Linked DNA regions of Athene noctua: region 2 is linked to region 1. The links are chromatin contacts, called in public Hi-C maps. All regions are on one chromosome and are shown on one strand. The core of a region is the stretch at or near the end of the contact, and the rest is flanking DNA. Distances in the headings are between cores, read along the strand shown. Region 1 holds the start of HBP1 (HMG-box transcription factor 1). Region 2 holds the start of PIK3CG (phosphatidylinositol-4,5-bisphosphate 3-kinase catalytic subunit gamma).

Region 1 (6,596 bases), core at 1,231-3,730:
AATTCAATCTCACGTTCAAAACTTGTCCTGACAGATATTTTCTACAAGTATGTCTCACAAGGCTATTAACTACCGCCATTTTTTTTAAGGCTAAATGTACTTATTTATGAATTTGTGCTTTAAATTTGTCATGCTAACAAACAGCAATATTAACAAAAAGCTTATTAATCAAACCATGTCTATTTTTGCTGGACAAAAATAAATTCGGGACAAAAGTAAATAAAGACTGCGGCTGAGAGGGGGTTCAGCAGGAACTGCGCAGCATCCACCCAAACCACACTGTGCATGAATCCCTGGGTGGAAGTGCTTCCCGTGGTTTTCCTTCTGGTATTTGCCTGCCTTCCCCCAACCTACCGCCCAAGTCACAGGCAAGCTCTATGCCTGCAGCAATTCACCGGATGGAGTTTAGTACAGAGAGCAGCTTCTCCAAGCAAAACACAACATACTGGCAAGACTGGATCTACACCAGAGACTTTATTGGCACAGCTGCTTTGATCATGGATCCTGCTCCACAGCCCTGACTCGCACAGCTGTGCCAAAAAAAGGCCGCAGAGACACACACCACCTCAGATGAGCACAGAACAGGACTCACGTTCCTGTCCAGACGGCCTTTTCGCTTTACACGGGCCGAACCATACCTTCCACCCAGCTCCACGGGATGTCACCCCCTACCCAGGAGGGCCGCGGAGGAAGCACCGCCCTCCCCACACCGTCGCACAACAAACATTACTTTCATCACGCAAGGAAAACATTTACAGCGGAATTAAAGGCGCGTGAGCACGCATCTGTATGTGACCCGCGCGGCCGGAGGGGGCCCCATCCCCCGACAGACGCTCCCCCACTGCCCCCCCCCCGTGGCGGGGCAGCCCCCGGGTCCGCGGCTGGGCCGAGGCCGCGCCCGGGAGCGCGCACACCCCCCCCCCCCCCCGTCATGTGATCCGCCTGGACGCGGCCCTTGTTTATAAACGCCCGCCGGCACGGCGCATGCGCGCAAGGCCCATTCATTCAGAACTGCGTAACAGCTCGGCCTGGCCGGGGGGGAGGCGGCGGGGGCGCCCCCCCCCCCCTCCCGCCCCAGATCCCGCTGCTGCCCCCCCGGCGGGGCCGCCAACCGTGCCGGCGCGGGGCTCACCTGGCTAAAAGTTCCCCCCCTGCTCCTTCCCCAAACAGGCGCTGCTCCCCGCGGCGGGGCAGAGCGCCCTCGCTCTGACAGACTGGGGCAGGCGGGCGTTCCCGGGGATTAAAAAAAAAAAATAAGGGAGGGGGGGGGCCCACACACCAGATCTATTGCGCCCGCTCTCGCGGTCTGACGCCGCAGCTGAAAGACCCTAGGAGGGGCCGGCGCCCCCGCGCACCCCGCGGGTGCCAGCCCAGCAGTGCAGGAGAGTGGCGGCTCCGCCGGGCCGGTGAGGGAAGGCGCCCAGTAAACAATGTCCAGGCTCCCACCGCCGCCAAAAGCCAAGGACCCAGCGGCCTCCTCGGCTCGGCCTGCGGCCGCCGCCGCTCCCCTCCAGCCCGGCGGACCCCGCCCGTCCCCCGCCGGGGCCTCGCAGCCCCCCCAAAGAGGCAGCTCCAAACTTTACAGCACTTACCAAACCCGTCGCCATTACCAAATTCCCCTCGGCTCCCCCCCCGCCTCCTCCCCACAACGGAGTCCCGCCCAAGTTTGGCGGTGCTTGGTCGCCGAGTGGTCGAAGGCGACGTTGCTCAAGCCGCAGCCATTTCCTATTGGCTGACTAATCTGCCTATCAGGAACCCGCCCTGAGGGCGGACATGTTTTGACTCTCCTGCGTAGCAGATTGCACCGCGCTGCACATCAATCATCCCCAGACAGCGCCCCGATTGGTCAATGCCTCCGCGGGCTTGCCGAGATGCATTCTGGGAGCTGTAGTCTTCCCCGCCGCCACTGCCTGCCAACTTGGACGCGATAAGACGACAGCCCCCAGGATGCCGCGCGCGGCGCTCGGCTGATAGTAAACAAGAGTCACAGGGACACGTGTACCGCGCCTCCGCCGCCCCGGCCCGCAGCCCCCCGCCCTCCGCCGGGCCTGCGCCGCGGGGCCGGCCGCCGCCGGCGAGGCTGCCCGCCAGGCAGGGCCCCCCACCCCGCAGCAAACCCGAGCGCCGAGAGGCGCTGCCTGACCTGGTGCTGCCGCGGCGGGAGGCAGCGCAGGGGCGGCCTCCCCGGTCTCCTGCGGCGGGAGGACGCTTCTGGCTCTCGCCGCTGCAGGCGAGGCGCGGGCCCCGAGATGGCGGCGGCCTCCGCGGCGGGGCGCTGACTCACGGCAGCAGCGTGGAGAGGGTGACTGGGCCCCAGGTTGGTGCCGGCCTGTAACGATGCCCGGGGGTGCCCGGTGCCTTTCCTGATTCACCACCATTCATCAGCGCTCCGAAACGCTGTTACGAAACGGGCCCCGCTCGCGTTTCGCCAAATAAAGGCTGCGGCGTGCAGAGGTGAAAGGAAGTTGCTAAAGGTCAGAGAATGAGTCAGCAGCTCCGCCTGCCCATGGCTCCGGCCCCTTTCTCGTTTCATTAAAAAGACATTCACGGTGGCTTAGGTTCAAAATAAAAGTTGCTGGGGAAAAGATAATGGTTTCTCAGTCCGTTAGTGTTTCCCAGGCATTCCCATACATTTAACTGCCAAAATACCATCCTGGTTTGTTTAGACATTACAGCTGTTTTACTGACAGAGAGATGAGACTGAAGTAGGCAACTCTGGTAGCATCTGAATACAGTACCTCAGACTGCAGGGAGAAGAATAGACTCCTAATCTGAGGCCAAATCCTCATTGTAAAATACAACGCTATGCATGATCCAATACAAGCAAATACACGCACAATTCAGAAATAATTGATACGATTTTAGAAGCTGATGGAGAGCTTCAAGAATTTGCAACTGTTGGGATTTTTCCAAGAAAAACATTTCTTCCTTACCCTATTTTCAACATCATCCCAATCATGTGAATGTGTCCTAAATGCTCTATCAGATCTTTTCTTATAATTTGCTATCTACAACAGTTCTGACTTTCAGGCACGCTAACATAGATGTGCGAGAAAATAAGCAAAAGTTAACTTTACAATTTAAATAGAAATGGTTCCGTATTTAGAGTTCTCTACAAGCTTTGCGTCCCATGAAACATGCTGCTAGTGGCCACTAGAGGGAAAGCTAGTTTTATTGTTTCCACAGCTCAACAAGGGTAATGCAATTGAAAAGGAAAAAAAAAAAATCATACCCATCGAAATTGTACTTAGCATCATACTCGGTATGCAGATGTCATTAGCACATCAGTTTAAGATTTGGCTTTTCCAAGAAGTAATAATTTGCCTGTTAGTAGAGTCGTCATCTGTGGGCACTGTTTGAAGAGACACACTACTTTCAAAAACATGCAGTATCTTCTGCAGTGTGAATTGGAAATTATTACTTTTTATATGCATATGCGCAAGTTTAGCTTAAAAATAATAAAAATAGTAGAAAAACCAATGCCATGGAATTTAACTAATATTCTGTGCTTAATCACATAATAAGCCAACCCTTTACAGATCATTTTACCAGTTTGAAAACACAAAGTTATTCAAACAAATGCCTCCAGGAAAAATCTGAAAATTACTGTTGAAATTCAACTCTTAAGCAACTAGACAGCTTATTATAAAACATCAACTGTCTAACCTTACATCCCACAAGCTCTGATTTTTCCTATATTTAGAATTCAGGCTTTTCCTAAATAACTGATAGATCTTTATATAAGGAAGCTTTCATGTCATCCTCTCTCTAAAATATAGTTTTTAATAAATTGAAAACTGGTAAATCAGGAATCATCTTTTTTACACCACTCCACAATAAAATAAACTTTAAAGCTGTGTTCCTTCCTCCCCTTTCTCTTTTGATCTCCCTTATACATCTAAACAGCCTTTAGGCTCTTTGGAGAGAGACTCAAGCTTCTGTGTTTTTAATGAATTTTACTGCAGACCCTGCATTTCCAGAACGAGTCTTGTCAGAAGACCTGTATATGCAGATGCCTCCATTCTGCAAATAAGCTACTCTGCTTGTGGTACAGCCACTTGCAAGGTAAAACTCAGAGTTTATTCTTCTGAAAGCTCCATCTGCTGCAGTGTGGAAGGTGCAGAGTGCAGAGACTGGATCAAGCAGCTACAGAAGATATAAATCCTGTCTGAAGCCCCATCAGATTTTTCAGAAGATGACTGTTGGCCTAGAGGTTCGTACCTTGTTATGGAGTACATTTCCACACCACTATGTACTTTTTCTACCAAAAATTAAGAGTGTTTTTCCCAAACTAAATGTTAAATCTATTTGCCATAAAGGTTTACAGTTCTCTACAAAAAGTTATACATGAGGGTTAGATGTGCAGCCCAGTTCTCTGAGATTCATTGGCCCAAATAACAGCTACAGGTCTAGACAAGTAAATACCGCTGCTGAACTAGAGCCTTGATATCATACCATCTGTGACATATCCAGAAAACTCAAAAATATGAATCCTACTTATGACTGAGATTATCATCTTGTAAAGATACGAGTGTCTGAATTGTTTTGGGATTCTAAAATCTGACATTGAACAGCTTTCTTATTTTCAAATCTACCTTTTTCCCTCTGCATACAGTAAATTAACATTTACTCAGTGAGAACATAAAAGAATATGAGTAGAAGGACAGGTAGTCCATGCAGTAGATGACAGCAGGATACATAAAAACTGTATCAAAGCTTACTTACTAACCCCCTTGGTTGAAGTCAAATACGTATCCTCTAGATTTCAGAATAAAGATTATGTCAATGCCATACTCTTTGCTCTGCAGGCCTAGTCTCTAATTACATTATTACTCCCCCTCCACACCCCCTACCTCATCTTACTCCATGTCCAAAATGAATAGGTGCTCAGAGAATGAATCAGTACTGTGTAACATGGACATTGTTGGCAGCTATGCTGATTTAGTTGCTCCTGCTATTGTAAGAGAGGTAGAAAACAAGGTGGGGGATTGGGAAGTGTTAGTTGTGAGTTCTTGTCACATTATGGATGGCTACCAAGAAGCAGGAGAGACTAGACAAACAGAAAATATACAGACAAATTTGCATCCTAGCTATTTACCTCTTAAAATTGCCAGCCACAAAGTTAAGAAACCACAAGTAGACTTTAAAAATGCATATTACAAAGCCATATTAGTAAAATATAGATTATATATTGGGTTTGTGCCTACCTCTACTTTTAATCTCTCCTGTCCTGCCCTTATGACACAGCTGCTACTGCTGACTCTCTGAAATACAGCATATCATTATTTTAATTCTGCTACAGGAGCCTTCACATCCACATGTAGACATTCACCCTCAGTAATTAACTAAATACTTCCCAGACATCAGAGCAACCCTGCTCACCAGAGCTTCCAGTTCTACCCAACACAGCAGCCTCTGTTCTGCAGCCATTGTGCCAGAGCCTCTCACATCCGTTTTCTCTTTTCACAATGACTTCTATATCTCCTGAAGCTATTTGTACTCCTTCCCTCTTCTCAGAGCCTTCCGTGGCTAGCTGCAATGGTGCCTCGCTCTCTCCTTCCTAACAACTCTAGGCATGCCCACCCCCATGTTTCAACTCTTTATCTTCTCACAGAGGATGCTGTTGGGAATGCAGAGCAGAGGAACAGAGGACTTGTTGCTCCCAGGAAAGATAATTTTTCTTCAGTGCTAGCAGGGAAACTTCACTCACCTCCTGCAGTGGTTCAAGTTGGGGAGAAACAGAACAAATAACAGGCCAGGTATTTTTTTTTCTTCCAAGACAGGTCATGAATTAATGAGAATTTTATTTCATGTCATTATGGCACAGATTCCAGTTTTAGCTAAACTTTATCACCTACAAAGATAGAGCGAGACAAAAAAATGACAATAGTTTCAGGAAAAAAGAAAGACCTGACATATCAAGAAACAATCCAGAAGAGTGACAAATTAAAAAAACCCTCTATTCCAGCTCAAAGCTTGTAGAAAAACAAGTCAAGAATAGACTTAAAATGTTCTGTAGGTTCCCTCTATGCTGGTTGATAAATTAAAATGCCAGGAAGTGTTCCTGGGCACTGGAATACAATCATCTGTACTGTATTTTTTTATAGAAAAGCCCTGGCATAGTTTTTGTGGGGGCCAATAGCAAATAATTTTCGTATACAGTTTGGGAGCTGCCATAGGCCAAGGACTATTCTCAGTTGGCCATCTGTGTATGGCCACCCCATATGGAAAGCTGGAAAAAAAGCTTCCAAGCCAGCTTGTAAATGAGCCCGCACAAATACTGGAGAACAGTATGAATGTTGGTCATTCAATACCTCAGTACTAGTTTGTAGTCTCAGGCACATAAAATTTCCTACAATGGATATAACTATACAGATGCAGCCAAAGCCTAAAGGTACAGTGAAGTTAAGGTTGCTTAAGATAGTCACACCACCTGACTCCACCAGGGTAAAGCAACAAAGGGAAAAAGAAGATACAGCTTCATGATAAGTTGGATGGCTTTTTTCAAATAAGACATTTATCAGAACTGAGCTTCCAGCATCTTCAGAGATGTGGGAGAATGGGTCCCAGAGGCTTGCTCAGCTGGCAGGGAATTA
Region 2 (6,404 bases), core at 929-3,428, 160 kb after region 1:
GAAGGGAATGAAGACAGCGCAGTTTAGGATGAGACTGAAACATAATTCACAGCAGGATTAGGAGATAAATTAATAGGTAAACTTGTTAAAGGATTTGAGATCACTGGTTGAAAGGTGTTTTAAAAAGACACTGTGGTATTATCATTAATTACTTCATATGTTCTGCTACAAAAAAATTCAAGAGATCTGTCAAACGTCACTGCTTTGTTAGTGTTTTACCAGTTACTTATTCTTCATCAGTTATTCTTACGCTTATTCTACAATAGTTTCTGTTTCTGGTTTAATCTACCATGTGAAAACCTTATTTTTAAATTATTCTTTTCACTTTAAAGTCAGCTCCTTCCCAGACAACACAACCTGCAAGAAAATAGGCACTCTCTATCAGAGTAAGAATCACCTTGTGCACACATTACACAAATATAATAATAATCTATTTACATTCACACTTTAAAGATAAATGAAAAAACCCACCTAGGACATGACCCAAAATTTTCCAAGCAGCATTCTACGTGTACTCGCCAGCATTGTCCTGTAGCAGGAGACCGCTTTGCACTTGCAGGATAGGAGTACAATACATCTTCCCTATGTCTACAGTGAGCCAGTGCTGAACTATGCAGGCAAGATACAGCACTAACATGTTACGCATGAACTCAACAACAAAAACTGCTTTGCTCAGTTCTTTTGTCAAATCCTCTAGCAACTACTAGCTCTCCCTGGAATTAAATCAGTGCAGCTTCCTATTAGCAAGTAAACTTCATCATCATCATCACAGAACGTCACTGCTAATACAGTCACATTCTTCATCAAAAAGTGTACTAATCAGCAGAACATCTGTGCCAGGAGGCTGCACGGTCAATCTACCTGCTATTACAGCTGTAATATTTTCAGGACCTCCCTGCCTTCACTACAGACATTTGTGTATTTTGGTTTCTACACAAGGTTATCTATTTGGGGGTGCTTCTGGAACAAACAGTAACTCCTAGCTGGTTCCAAAAATTTAGGTAAGAATCTTGGCGAAGTTCTAGTTAACTGGTTATACAAATGATGGTGATCTACCCTTAAACCAACACTTCACAGAGTTTGAAAACATGGATATATGGCTCCTGCAGGGACACACTCCCCATCTAGATACTGCCTGTCCTTTCAACTTGTGCCTGGTTCTTCAAATACTGATCTTTAGCAGTGTGATCTGATCTCCACTGACAACCAACTCCTGAACGCCCTCAGCTACTATTTCAGACCATTTGTAGTGGGGGAAGGTTTTACAGTCTACACGTATCAGAAAGACACAAGAGGTTATTATTTGTTGGATGAGGAAATATTTATTGTTTCAAAACGATGTTGCAGCTGAGCTGACTTACAGATCAGAGGGAACAGCTACCACTGTCTAGCGTGATCCTTCACTTTGCATTGTTTTATTCTACGCACTCACAGTTTCCTCGGCAGGTTTTGCATTAACCCTGCAGCTCCTGTTTGGGCCAGGACGCGAGCCGGGACCGAGGCCGCAGGGAGCGACGGACCGGGCAGCGTTCGGGGGCTCAGCCCTTGCCCTGGAGGCGGCCGTGCTGACTCCGGTCAGCCGCCCGCGCCCTGCTAGGAGGGGGCTCGGGCCGAAGCGCTTCGCCGGCGCCAGGCCCGGGAGGCGCGACGCGGCGAGGAGCGGCGGGCCGGGGCTGCCCCCCTCACCCGGCCCACCGGCCGGGCGCTCAGGCCGCGCCCGCCCTGCCCGCCCGCCGCCCCGAGATGGCGGCTGGGGCCGCGCCGCCCCGCAGCGCCCACGGGAGCGGCAGCGGAGTCCTCGCCGCGCCCAGCCCGGCGGGGCAGCCGGGGGCCGCGGCCGCGCCGCTCTGCCCACCGCCACCGCGGGGAGCCGGGCCGCGCCGCGCCGGCCTTGTGCCTCCGCCGCCACCTGCGAGCCCGGCCCTGGGGCAGGGGCCACCGGCGACCCCCCGCCGGCCCCTGGGACGGAGCTACTCACCGCAGCGGCGCGGCCGCGGCCCCGGCTCCGGACAGGTGTTTTCCTCAGCAGGAAGCGGAGCGGGCCGGGGGCCGGAGGGGAGGCTCCATGGCCGGCGGTAGGCAGCTCCGGAGCCGCCGCCAATCACGCGCCGGGCAAAGAGGGAACCGGCTGTGGGGCCTCCCCGCCCCGCTCGGCCGCCGCCGCCCGGCCCCGCCGCGGCCCCGGGGCGCCCGGCTCCAGCCCCCGCCGCTGCGGCCGGCCCCCGCCGCGGCCCGGCGAGCCGGCCGTCGGGGCCGGGCCCCTTCCTCCGAGCGAGGCGGGGGCCTGGGGAAGGGGCCGGCGCTTGGCCGGGACGCCCCGCGGGTCTGCGGAGCGCGGTGCCGGGCCTTGCCGCCTGGAGGCAGCGGGCAGCCCTGGCGCGGCCCGGCACCCCCCGGCCCGGCACGACCGCATCAGCCGGCGCGGGGATAGATCCACCATTAGGGCAAAGCACCGCAGCCTCCGCGTGGTTTAGTCGCCAGCACAAAGCAGGCAGGACGGTCCTGGTGTCAGGACTGGCAGCAAAACCTCTCTGGAAGCAGCTTCAGGAGGAGTTCATCGCCCCGGGCCCCGAAGGCTGGCGAGCCCGTCCGCAGGCTGCGGCGGAGCAGCCACCGCCGCGGCAGGGCCAGCAGCCAGAGCCTGGGCGGCCCGGCCTGCCCCACGCCAAGGCCAGGACACAGTTTGTCCCGGTGATGGCAGTCAGCAATAGCACGCAGTGGCCTTTTCCTTTGGAAAGATTTTCATTTTATCTTATTAAATGTCTGCTCCTGCAGATTTAGCCTCTTACTTTTTTTTTTTTTTTTTTTTGCTACTCTTTGTTCAAAGGTGCTGTATTCTTGTTTCCAACTATTTTCCCAAATCCAGACTGGGCAGTCCCAGCTCTCCTTTTAGGTCATGTTCCTTAGACCTCCTGGGATTCCTGTTGCTTGCTTCTGGACTCTTGCCAAATGGGCCACGTTGTTTTTGGAAGGCACTGCACAAAACTGGACATAGTAGTACTCCAGCTAAGGCCTTGCCAAGGCTGCCCACAGCAGGAGGATTAATTCATCAGCCTTACGGTGCCAGGACTCCAAATGCAGCTCAGGCATAACCATTCACTTCCAATTCAAACAAACAACTCCCCCTCACCACTCTTTCCCCACCCTAGCTGCTGGCTGTTTGGCTCTAAACAGAATTGACTGTTTGTATCTCAGCAGCTCTTTTTTGGAAGGAACAGCAAAACTCTTTCCATGAGTGTGCTGAGACCTTTTTTGCCCCTGATCTTACAATGAGATTCACAGGTGAACCCTGTATGGCACAGAGCCTGCATATTTGTCCTGAGAGCCACACTGACCAAAGGTAGTAAAAAGACTGTAAAAATGAATTTGATTTTTCTAGGTACACATTATTAACTTCCATAGAAAAAAAATATCAGAAGGAAATAACTAGTATGTCACTCATACAGGTGCTATTATAAAAAGTAATTGTCATTATAGCAGTGCATTTCTTTTGACTTAAAAAATCATTTGCATAACAACATCAAGAATCATAGTAGCAGCCTGGAGCAGAAAGCAATTGAGAAACTATTGTATAAACATGGAGTTTCAAAATGAATATACATTACACTGAACTGTGGCTATAAGAAATCATAACGCTGTACTGTCCTTGAGTTCTCCTTTTTCTGAAGACGAAAGCAAAGCAAAAACCTTTAACAACCTTCACGTGGTGTGTGTGCAGCATAGGGGAAACAGTGAAGATTCCCTCACTTCATGCTTGGTTTTGCCTGATACAATAGGTAATAACAGTCAAAGAAGTTCAGCTTTGCACAGCATGTGTATTACTGAATGCTTTAAAAGAGATTAAAAAACCTTATCAAAATAGGAAGCTTTTTTTTGTCATTATTGGCTGTATCCCCAGATGGATCACTCCAGGAACACAAGTGTAGCCAGTTTGGCAACTAATCCTGTTAAAATCCATGGACTTTATTTGGGGATGCACAAACATATGGAGATTTGAGCAACTGAATAAAAAAGGCTCATTTGTCAAAAGACAATTATAGAGGGAATAATTTACAGCCAGAGCAAATGACACATTTCATGTTGACTTCAGCCAGAATTGTATAAAATATTTTTAAATAGCTATAAATCAGCATAATGTTATTTGCAATGAAAGAATAAATTATTTTATGTATTATATTTGGGAAAAGGAGGTAAGCTGAAAATCTTTGTCTTTTCAGGATTTTGTAAATTAATAAAACATTAATTCTTTGCAGTTAATCTTCAGCTCCTCTATATGCAGCACAATTTTTTTGATTGCCTTTTGTGGCACATCAAGTAATATAACTTTCCTATTGCCAAGGATGTTCTCCTTATAGGTCGTATATTCTTTGGAAATACGCATTTTAACATTGTATTATTCCCCTTGATTTTCAATGTGACTTAAACTCTTTCCCATAAATTACCTGTTGGACTTTTTTCTTTTTTTTTCCCCCCAGTCAAGAACAGCCTTTAAAATAAATTGAAATGCACATTTTACCATAAAAGAAATGGAATTTTAAAACAGTAAGGAATACCATAGCTTAATGAAGGAAGATGAAGAACACAGTTTGATATTTAAATGAAGCTGATTTAATCAAAATTAGTCATGCAAAGAAGCAATCATTTTGTTAATAAAATCTTGTAGGGTGCAGTCAAAATGCAATTATTTCCTTTATCTTTTAGCTGTAATAAAAATATGACAAGGAATTGCTGTCATGATCTTAAATGGGAGTTTTGGAGGTTGGAAAATGTAAGATAGTATCTTTTGTGTCCTCTGCAGTCAAACATCAGTTTTTATGTTGTTTCATGGAGAACTGCAATAAAGAATAACAGCCACACTAAATGCTCAACAACTTTATATACTGGCATATGTTGGAATGGGATGTAAATGTTCTGTTGTCATTGACAGACTGGGTTCACTGCCATTTAGGAAAAAGTATCTAATAGTTTGGGTTGTTTTTTATTTTCTATATTGCCAGCAGAGAAAAAAAAGTTAAGTGCAGAAGCTTTGCAGGTCTTGTGCCAACAAAGCCATTGCTTGCCTAATCCCAGCAATAGCTATATTCAGTTTTATAATTGCTTCCTTATGTAAAGAAAATTGAAAAAAACCTTGTGGATACATTGTGCTTCCTGATGGAATGGTAGGTACCTTTCTCCTTTCTTGCAGAATTTATAAACTGGAACTTTTTAATTGGGTTGTAAGCACTAAGATGCATTCAATGCATGATTTAAAATAAATTAACAAAATCCCTTTATTTTACAGCTCTGCTATGAAAACTGATCATGTAAATATGCAATCAGTTGTATCAACATCACTGCAGTTGCTTTGTCCATATGCACAATCATATGGTAACTTTGGTATCAAAAATAAGTTTTTCTTCTTGCTATAACTTGTCAACAAGCAGAGGAGGAGCAAGCTGGATTTTAGTTTGGCTTTTGTATCATTCTAGGTATGGTGGCTGCTCATGTAAGGGATATAACTGATAGCCAAGTGTTGCCTGCAGATCTGTCCTCTGTTCACAGCTTTATTTCATGGGAAAGGCAGCCCATCTCTTTTTATGCTGGTTCTGGTTCATTGCTTGGGGAAGCAGTAGAGGGAGCCTGGGGGAGGGGGCAGGGATCCAGAAGAAGAGCGAATTAAGGGTGAGCTCTTGTTGCATCCCTCTGAAGGGATGCCAGCGGGCAATTAAATCCTCTTTAAGATGTCTCCTACATAAGCTTGGGTTCCCAGGGAGAAGCGAACAGGGGAATCTTTTAAGATCTGCTGGGCATGAAAGTAGCCATGTGGCCTGATCCAGAATGATATCTGGGAACCTCTGTAGGCAGAACAGTCAGGAAAGCTCAAATAAGGAAAAGAGGAGTCTTGTCTATCTCTAGTCCCTTCTCCTCCAAGCAGTACTCAGTGCTAGGTTAGTGCTCCAGGTAGTCCAGATTCTGCACAAAATCCCTCACTTCAAACATCTAAAGATGTCAAAACAGGAAACAGCAGGTGTTCAGAAGCCTTCTGAGATACATCTGCTGAAGGCTTTGTCTCCCATTTTGCTGATTTAGGCTCTTATACTTCAGAATAGGTATTTAAAGCACAGGTGTGGGAGTGCAAGCTGTTTCCTCCATACCACATATGTACACACATCAGCTGAGATGTAAAACTCACATAATACCTCTTACTGGCTTTGAATATCTATTTTTGTCTGTTCATATGTGTCTGAGTTTGTCAGAGAGAGAGAAGTACTCCTAGTGGTAGCAAAGTGTGTGTAAGGAGATCTTTAAGACCACTTGTTATTCATAAGGGGTAGGGAAGCTCTCAAGTTTCTGTGGCTGCTGTCAGAGGTCTCAGTATGAGGCAGTGATGCAATATTGCATCATCTTGTGGTGTTGGGACTTGA

Evidence for each region. A called contact is a pair of places that touch in the nucleus more often than the background predicts.
Region 2: a contact with region 1 is called in a Hi-C map of heart, with 2.6 times the contacts expected there. The contact joins the promoter of PIK3CG here to the promoter of HBP1 in region 1. A contact is called at or near these places in 2 of 2 Hi-C or Micro-C datasets (heart and liver).

What each region holds. Positions count from the first base shown.
Region 1 is chr3:72,715,877-72,722,472 of bAthNoc1.hap1.1, forward strand. HBP1 (HMG-box transcription factor 1) reads right to left here and starts at 2,481. Exons shown (of 11, transcript XM_074903323.1): 1 at 2,144-2,481. The coding sequence starts at 2,378.
Region 2 is chr3:72,877,968-72,884,371 of bAthNoc1.hap1.1, forward strand. PIK3CG (phosphatidylinositol-4,5-bisphosphate 3-kinase catalytic subunit gamma) reads right to left here and starts at 2,179. Exons shown (of 12, transcript XM_074903333.1): 1 at 1,979-2,179.